Regions from separate parts of the Gossypium hirsutum genome. Here region 1 is linked to region 2. A link is a contact called in public Hi-C data. All regions are on one chromosome and are shown on one strand. Each heading gives the region's core, a stretch centred on a gene start, on an enhancer-like site or on the middle of the called end of the contact. The rest is flanking DNA. Distances are from core to core; before and after follow the strand shown.

Region 1 (4,624 bases), core at 216-2,715, 550 kb after region 2:
TCAGATGAGATGTTGATATATTGCCAATTTCATCCCTGTAATAAACAGAATGTGCCCTTGGTGGCAAGTTTGCAACAAGATACCTAAAGGCCGATGCACCACGAACGTTGGGTCTGGCCTGGAAATCAAGCCTGTAGTGTCAAAGTAATAATTCAGAAACAAACTTCCAACCCGGCACGGTGCTCACCATAATCCATAAAAAGGTAAAGATATGAAGTAACCTGGAAAATTCACCCTTGCTCTGGGCACCACCATGTATGAGCTTGTAATGCTCAGTGACTTGCACATTACCCCAATGGGAAATTTCTATCTCTCTCACCAATTCATGAGCAACAGCAAAGGGTAAATTGCTTTCAAAATGAACTGCTATGGGTGAGTACGAGAATGAAGGAATATTCTCATAAGGACCATATTTGATTTCTGAACCATGAATCTTTGTGTTCTCCAGTTTTGTATAGGATTCAATTCTAGAATCAGGCAATTTAACACTTAGAGACTGAACCTTCACAGCATAAGGAGATAGATAGTGTGCACTATCCTGGTATAGTACAAGCTGAATATCAGCCTGAGTGATTTGCTCAGGAATAGGTCGCAAGGCATGGGTAAATACGGCCAAGACATCAAAAGTGAAGCTATCACCCTCAGCTAATCCCTTAGGCAAAGATACTGAATAGAATGTCAAAGCAGCAGGCATGTCTTTTGGGTTGGCAGCCTCAACAGGGAGAACAACAACAGGGTTTTTTCCTTTCCCTTTCCCTTCATGTGGAGTAGCAATCAAATATGCCATATTTTTGGCTTGTTGCTCAGGAAAAGCCAGCAAAACCTTGGACTCCTTTTCGGAACCTGCATTCTCCACCTAAAGGACAATATAACAGCACATTAAAGAATAAAGCCGAAAAGAGATAATAGAGTTGAAAGCATTAGCAATTTGAGAATGAAAAGAAAAGTGAGTGTTACTGAAGCACCTTCATAGTTGAAGAAATCCGAACAATATGTGATGTCAAATATATCTGCAACACATAGGGACGCTTTTAACATAAAAACTTTACAGATACAACTATTGTAGCAGTTCAGATCAACCCAAGAGATGATGTTTCAGATGGATAAAATCTTCAGAAGCAGCCGTGAACCAATCAGAGAAATGAACTCGCAAGGAATACTATCAATAATATTAAACCCTAGAAAGCTGGGAAATTTGAATAGAGAAGGATAAAAACTTACGCGTCGATCGACTTTGGAAAGGACCAGATCGGAAAGTGCGGGTGATGCCAAAATTGCGATTGTAAGCATAAGGAAACAAAACCCGAAACTCTCCATTGTCGGGAAACTGAATCTCTACTGCACTTGACCCCTAGTTGACTCCTTTTGTTTCTGGTTCCTGTAGTGAACGGAGGGCTCTTTTGGTAATCTATTGTTACCTTGTAGGCTAAATTACATTGCTATTCCCTCAATTACTAGTTTCCTTTTTTTTCAAATGAGAAATAATAAAATAGTCATTATATATTTTTTATCACCCATCAATTAAAGATTAATGGAAAAATAACGTATCTGCTTTTAAAACTGACATAGTAATAATTTTAATTTTTAGACATTTATACGTTATGTTAATTTAGAATTTATTTTAAAAAATATAATCATCAATATTTACATATTATGTAATTTAATATTTTTGCATTTTTGTGACTTTCTCACTTGAAAAACTAAAAAAATATTAACTAAATTTGATCAAAAGTATACTAAAAATAGAAATACAAAAAAACCTAATATCATCATTTTTACTTTTTCTCATTCTTTAATTTTGATACTCTAATTCTCTATCGTTAGATTGAATACTAGTAGTTGAGATGACTCAATCATAGTCAGTTCCCTCTTCACAAATTTCATAAAATCCGTACTTGATTCATTTGAAGTCAATTCAACTGAGTTGCTCTTGTTATTGTCATCATTAGCTTTAATGTCTCCAACGAACATAGAGAGTCTTGCTACTCGTTCAATTAACCCACTATATAAAAGAAAATAAAAGTGCTTTTGAATCATCAACTTCCAAAAGTTGAAGTTGCAATAAACTTAATTGAGTCTAGTGAGTGGATAAATTGAAAGGTTTACATAACCATGAGTAAACTTGCATTATCGATAGCCAAAACTGACATCAAGCGATGAATTTCACTAGTAAATATGAGCATTTAGAGTGTTCTCACTTCATCCCTTTGTGGCATTGCCCCTACATTTAACTCAATGGAAAAATGAAGAACAACAACAAGAAACAAAGTTACCTAAAATTTGTAAACTAGCCAATTCAATTCATTGAAAATAAAAAGTACCCATTTCATTAATTCAACCTAATTTGAAGTCTAACAACTTAAAGAAAAAAAAACCTTCGATTTGCTTCATCAATGGCAACCAACTCAAACAAACAAAAAAAGTGAATTAATTGTCATCGAGAGATATCAAGTTCTCAACCATTTAAAGTATAACGAAATCAATGTATTTGAGAATTATCTAATTTAATAAGAATTTAAAAAATATATTTTAATTTTCTCATCATGTATTGAATTATATTTTCATGTAAAACAGGATAAATTTAGGTAATGTGTAAACATTAAGACCTATTTTTTAAAGAATTAAGATTAAATTGATAGAATATAGAAACATTTAGGGTTGAACTTGTTACCATGCCAATTTTAAAAGATGTCATGTCATATTTCCATTAGCCATCTAACAACTAGTGACTAAAAAAGGAAAAATCAAATAGTTGAGTGATCATTTTATAATTTTTCATAGTTGAATGGTAAAAAAATTACTAATAGTTAATGATTACTAGTGTAGTTTACCCAACTTTGTATAGCGGGATTGAAAATTGGACATTTAATGAGCTGAGTTTGAACCATGAAGGTAGGCTTGCATGCCTAGATTGGGTTAATCCAAAAATTTCTTTTTCTTTAAAAATATGCTTTTAAGTCCCTATATTCTTCTTATATTTAAAAATTAGTTTATTTACTTTTATTTTTAGGAATTTAGTCCATTTGTTAGATTTCAAATTTTTAGGTCCAATTGTTAATATTATTAAAATTCTTCTATTAAATTTGTTGGCATGACATTTTGAAATAAAAAAACACTCACTTGGCAGATTGATCAACAACGATCATGGTTCTTATTTAAGTGTTTATTTGTGTTTTTAAATTCAAAGTAGTAATTTATGTTTTTCTATAGTTTTTTTTAACATTTTGATATTTAATAAGGTTACGTGGTCATGCAAGTTGATTTGGGAGCTAAAGATGTAACTTCGGGCTGGAACTGCTGCCAATGTCATGACAATGAAGTATGGAAATTATGACATAAAAAATAAATTAAAAATAGCATCGAGAACGAAGTTGGAGCCAGTATCACGACATCGGGCTACGGGATTCATGACACTAAAGACAAACATGAGGAAGGGCTACAACATAGTTGACATTGCAATGTGGGAGCACTTGACGTCGTGACAACGTGACGTTTTCTTGAATTATCTCAGCCATGGTTTCAAAGGCTAGGTGCTCTTTTCCCAATCAAACACTAATTATTACAAAGTTATTTTAGGCACTTTAGTTTTTCAATGTTAGCCTATATAAAGGGACATTGTAACTTGAATTAGAGGGATTTTGGGGGAGCCAAACACTATTCTTCAGATTTTTATTCAACTTTTCATTTTTACTTAATTATTTATATGTCTGCTTAATTGAAAGATATAATTCAAAAGTGAGACTATCATGAGCATAGAATGTTTCAAAAATGTGCCATTACATCGATTACTCAATAAGCATTCTCTATCTATTTTCTTATTCTATTATTTATATTTCTTTCTTTAACTTTGTTAATTGAATGTTTGTGTAAATATTAGAATAAATTTGTGCTTTATATATATCTAGTATGATTTAATTGTTTAACCTGATTAATTGATTGAGAAGATAATAACCTAAAATTAAGTATTTATTTAAGAGAACTTAGTATACTAGGATTGACGAACCTAGTAAAATATCTAGACGAATGTGTAACGCCCCCAAAATTTTAATTTTGGGTATTGTGAATGTGTGACACAAAATATCTGTCTGCTTTAGTGGTTATCTGTTCTGGATGTGTCTGGGAGGTCCTAAGTTCAAGCCAGGACTTGGGCAAATTTTGATATCCTGTCTTTGGTCAGTAGGGTTTTAAGTAAAAGTTGGCAAATAATTAACAAAATGGGCATGCTAGTCTGGTGGATAAGTAGAGTGTTGGTGTGAAGGTCTTGTGTTTGAATCTTGGCGTGGACATTATTTTTGCTTGTGCATCCAGGAGAGTTTAAGATGGAGTAAAAATCTGAGTAGTGAATTTAGTGGGGAGTTTGATGGAAAGAAATAAGAGATTGGGGTGGTTATCAAATATTCTATTCATCTTTTTTTCCCTTTTTTACTTTCCCCAAAATCCCTCCACCCTCTTGCTGTTTTTCTCTTCATTGCTGTCGAATTTCTGCTCTTTTTCACCTTTCATCTTCTTGATTTTTCTTTTCCCACTCTGCCTTGTGTCGCTCCACGTTTGTCTGCGATCATTCGATAAGTTTTAGATAAGTGGTTTGTCTCCATTTGTTAACTTTCTTCTGAAGTGTTTTGTG
Region 2 (4,633 bases), core at 1,248-3,747:
ATTATTAGCACTATCGTAATATGAGAAAGCTAAAGCAAACCCCACCCGCCCCCCAAAACAATGTAATAATATTTTTTTCCCTAATTTTATAAAAAATACAATTATTTTAAGTTTTATCTAATTTTTCATAGCTCTTAAATTTTTCTTAAATTTTTATTATTTGTCTAACTTATTTTAAAATGGATTGAAAAGTTAATAATTATTAATTTTATTGGTGTGGTGACGTATTAGTGTATATTACTTTAACAATTAATAAAATTTTAAATATTAAAGATATTTAAAAATATATTTTTATAATTCTTTTAAAATTTTAAAAAATTAATTAATTTTTAATATGACATCTACATGATAATCCATGTATATGTTACATCAGTAAAGTTTAATAAACATTATTTTTTCATTTATTTTGAAATGATTTAATAAATAATATAAATTTAAAGTATAAAAAACAAAAATTAAATGAATTTTTTTATAAAGTTAAAAAATTAAGTGATTATGTAAAAGAAAGAGAGAGAAAGAGAGAGTGGCTTTAAATTTACCCCATCTAGCAAAATATTGGAGGCTTTAAAGTCCCTGTAGATTACACTCTTCTCTGATGTATGCAAAAAAGCCAAGCCTTGGGCGGCCCCAATGGCTATTTTAAGCCGCGTTTCCCATGTAAGAGGCTCTGCTCCGCCTACTGCATTGAGTTTACATATAAAATAAGCTTTAATCTTCTCGAAAAATAGCATGTTTAATGAATATGATAGATCAATGTGTGTTTTTCCTTAATTACTTACATCTAAAGAGATGGTTTTCCAGGCTTCCCTTTTGCATGTATTCGTAGACAAGGAGGAACTGATTTTCCTCCCAACAGTATCCCAACAGCTTTACCAGATTTGGATGGCAGAACTTGCCCAAGAATTTAACTTCCGCCTGTTCTCACACAATATTATTCCCTAAATCAACTTAATCTCAAAGCATTCATATCATATGCAACCATTCTTGAAAATCATTTCTTTACATAAAAATGCAAATTTCAGTGCATAATTTGATGTAGTTTTACTACTCATTTATCACTAATGTAATAATATGAGGAAAAATTTTATCTATATTATAATAATTAGATGTAAAATAAAAAAAAGTTTCTACAAATTTAAACTTAAAATTAAATAATAAAAAAGTTTCAAAAAAGTTTCAAAACTAAAAATAAGTTATAAGAGTGGACTAAATATTAGTAGTTGAATTGATTTATTGCCGTGTAAAAGAAAAAAAAATACTCCAACTAAACCTAACATTGATAAATAAGTAGACAATGAGAACCTGGGAATACATAAAATATAAATCAATTGTGTTAAACCTGCATGAACATACAGTAATAAAATTCCAACTATCTCATGGAAAATGAGGCCAAATTATAAAAAGCATAGAAAAGTATACATAAAATAACACGCGCCGTATATTTCGGAAAACAAAATAATTCTGCTGGCTGGTGTTTACATTATCAAATACGCCTCTTCATTCAATCATATAATGACTATTCTGATTATACACGAACTTAAGAATAAAATAAATTTATTTTTTTTAAAAGTACTAAAAGTAAAGATAAAAATGAATTTAATAAGAGTCCTAAAATGAAATTAACATGGTTGATAAATGTTTGTAAGAATGAATGGGAAATAAGAAATAAAATAAAATAAAAAAGTAAAATACCTGCCATTCTTGCAAGCCTTGAGAGCTATCGGGATTAGATTTCTTGACGGCAACAGCGATGCCAACTCCGACTTTAGAAGGAGCATAGGTTTTATCATCAACCCAACCTTTAAACACTCTACCGAAACCTCCCTCACCCAGCACCGTATCAGGTCTGAAATTTCTGGTGGCTGCCTTAAGTTCTGCCAAAGTGAATATTTTCAAGGTGGTGCTCACAATCTTTCCACTGGCCGGAACTCCTCCTCCTTCGCCCTCCTTGCTTCTTCCACTGCTTGTTTCGTTCCCTTCACCGCCACCGCTTTCTTTGTTTCCTGTAGGTGGCACCACTCCATGTTGGTTGCTGCTGTCCTTTAGCTTCTTCGTATCTTCTGCATGTGTGTTCAATCATATGAATTGGTTTGGTTGGGGTGGTTGCTGCTGTCGGAAAATCCAAGGCAAGTTTGTTTGTACGTACCTGGGGTGGGTGGCTGGCTATGATGATCAACTTGAGTACCAAAGCAGTTCCCCATATGGTCTGATAACTTGTTTTCTTTTTGCAATTTCGATATCTTTTCTTTGGGATTGAATAGATATAGCAAGTCAAAAGGATTATTGACTTTAAAAGAAAAAAGAAAAGCTTTCTTGAGGTTCGAGGAAGAAGAGAAGAACGAGGGGCGAAGCAACCAAGTAGATGGGATGTGGAGGAGAACGGGATAATGGAGACTTGGTGTTTGTTTGGACTTTTTCCTTGGTTTTATATACTAATCAAATCCTCCTCTTGTTTCTGTCACTTATTTCTCATTTCAACCTCCCATTTTACACTCTTTTCTTCAATTTGCTTACCATTTAATAAAGAATTTATCAACAAGACTTCATCACAATTGGAGTGATAAAAAATTAGTCTTTAATTAATATAAATTTCAGATTTTCGTTTTATCCTTACAAATTTACAAATCAGAATTCCAGCTCAAAAACCAAAACAAAATTTCTAAGCCATAATAATTTATTTTAACATTTTATTTAATTTTTAAATTAATATTACTTATCAAATTATTTTAAAATAGATAGAAAAGTTAATGTCTATTAACTTTGCTTAATTGGCATACACATAGATGTCATCTCAATAATTAATTAATTTTTTAAAAAATCTAAAAATATTATAAAAATTATTAAATTATTTAAAAAGTATGAAAATTCTAAAAAAATATTTTTTAATATTTTTAATTTTAAAAAAGAATCAATTAATTATTATTATAAAATACATGTAGAGTGTCACCCTACATGAATGTCATATTAAGAAAGTTAACCGACGTTAATTTTTTTCATTTACTTTGAGATAATTTGATAAACAACACAATTTTAAAAGAAAAAAATTAAATAAAAAATTAAAAGATTTTTTTTATAAATTGAAGGGAAAATAAATAATTTTAATTTTTAACCAAATTTGAAAACAAAAACATCATGACAGCTAGCAATAGAAAATTAATTAATATAAAAAAAATGAAGGAGGAAGTCAACGGCAATTTCCTCCCGATGGCTTGAGCTTCTTGATGGGCCCTATACTATGCTTCTAAGTGGGCCCTATGCTATGCTTCTAGGTGGGCCCTATCGTTGGCTCATTCAACTCAGATGAATTTCATTTTCATTTCATTACATTGACATGACCTGCATTAAACCTCCGATCTTTTACTTTATTTTGAATGACAATGTATTAGGCGAAAGATAAATAGAATAAGGGTTAGTTTGGATGGGCGGTGCGTTTACCTGCGGTTAGTGTAAAAACAGCAGTGGCGGTGAGATTAAATACTGTAGCAATACTGTAGCGTGCGACAAAAAGTAGGCTAAACGCACCGCACCATACCCAATCGCCTATCCAAACCCACCCTAAATCAAGCGATGAGAATATGTATATTATTTAAATAAAGTTTTTAGTTCGAGTTTTTGAAATAATTTTTAGTATAATTTTTTTTCAAACTGGTTCCATTTTCAATTTAATATAAATTTAATTTAATTTTCAAATATGAAAATATTTTAGAAAAATAAAAAGGAATTTAAAAAGAGTCTCTTTTTTTATATAATTAGTTTCTAACGGCACATTCATTGCATATGATTTTACTCGTTTAATTTTTTAATTAATTTTTAAATAATATCTTATTTTAATTAATTTTTAATTTGTTATTCTAATAATTAAATATAATTTAAATATGCTAATTTATTTAACAATTCACATATAATAATTTTTTTTCAAATACCATATTAAAAATTAATATATCAATAATTTTTTTAATAATATTAAAAAATTAAATCATAATTAAAACATTGTACTATTTTCAAGATACTCTGCACTTTTTACTATTCAATTTCTTAATATTCAATAAACCGACTCTATTAATTTGTAAATAATAAAAAAACTAATATCAAATTAAAAACACTTTTTAAAATGACTGTAATTATAAAAAAATTTACCTGAACTTTTACTTCAATTATAGTTACTTTAAGTAAATTATTTTAAGTAATAATTGAAAATTAAATTATAATTATTTTTAAATGAATAGTTACTAGAATTTCTATTAAATTATAATTAATTTTTTAATATATAAATATCACAATTTAATTAATATTTTTAAATTAAATATTATAATTATTTTAAAATATCAATCTAATAATATGATGAAAAATAAAATAATTTTACTAAATTAATTTTTTTTTCAAACTCATAGTTCTATATATATTATAGATAGATGTTATCCACAATTAATTAATTATAAATCAAGACCACAACACCACCTTGTCTTTCTCTCGTCTGTGTTGGTTGAATTATAAAAATGAGAATCAATGGGGAGCCGAGATCTAAGTCTAGCCTTCTAAATTTCACTCATCGTGTGAAAAACCTCACACAGTTCATACATACACTACGCAAAAAATTAACTTTTTGAGCACCATGTGAGACGACGTGTAAGTG

What was found. Hi-C and Micro-C count contacts between places; a contact is called where the count stands out from the background.
Region 1: a contact with region 2 is called in a Hi-C map of leaf, with 2.0 times the contacts expected there. The contact joins the promoter of LOC107910300 here to the promoter of LOC107908088 in region 2. A contact is called at or near these places in 2 of 34 Hi-C or Micro-C datasets (callus and leaf).

What each region holds. Positions count from the first base shown.
Region 1 is chrD02:24,683,072-24,687,695 of Gossypium_hirsutum_v2.1, forward strand. LOC107910300 (dolichyl-diphosphooligosaccharide--protein glycosyltransferase subunit 1A) reads right to left here and starts at 1,466. Exons shown (of 10, transcript XM_016838110.2): 1 at 1,222-1,466; 2 at 966-1,010; 3 at 222-856; 4 at 1-131. The coding sequence starts at 1,317.
Region 2 is chrD02:24,128,240-24,132,872 of Gossypium_hirsutum_v2.1, forward strand. It overlaps LOC107908088 (probable serine/threonine-protein kinase PIX13), which reads right to left and starts at 2,498. Exons shown (of 6, transcript XM_041088683.1): 1 at 2,147-2,498; 2 at 1,693-2,060; 3 at 780-915; 4 at 540-679. The coding sequence starts at 2,201.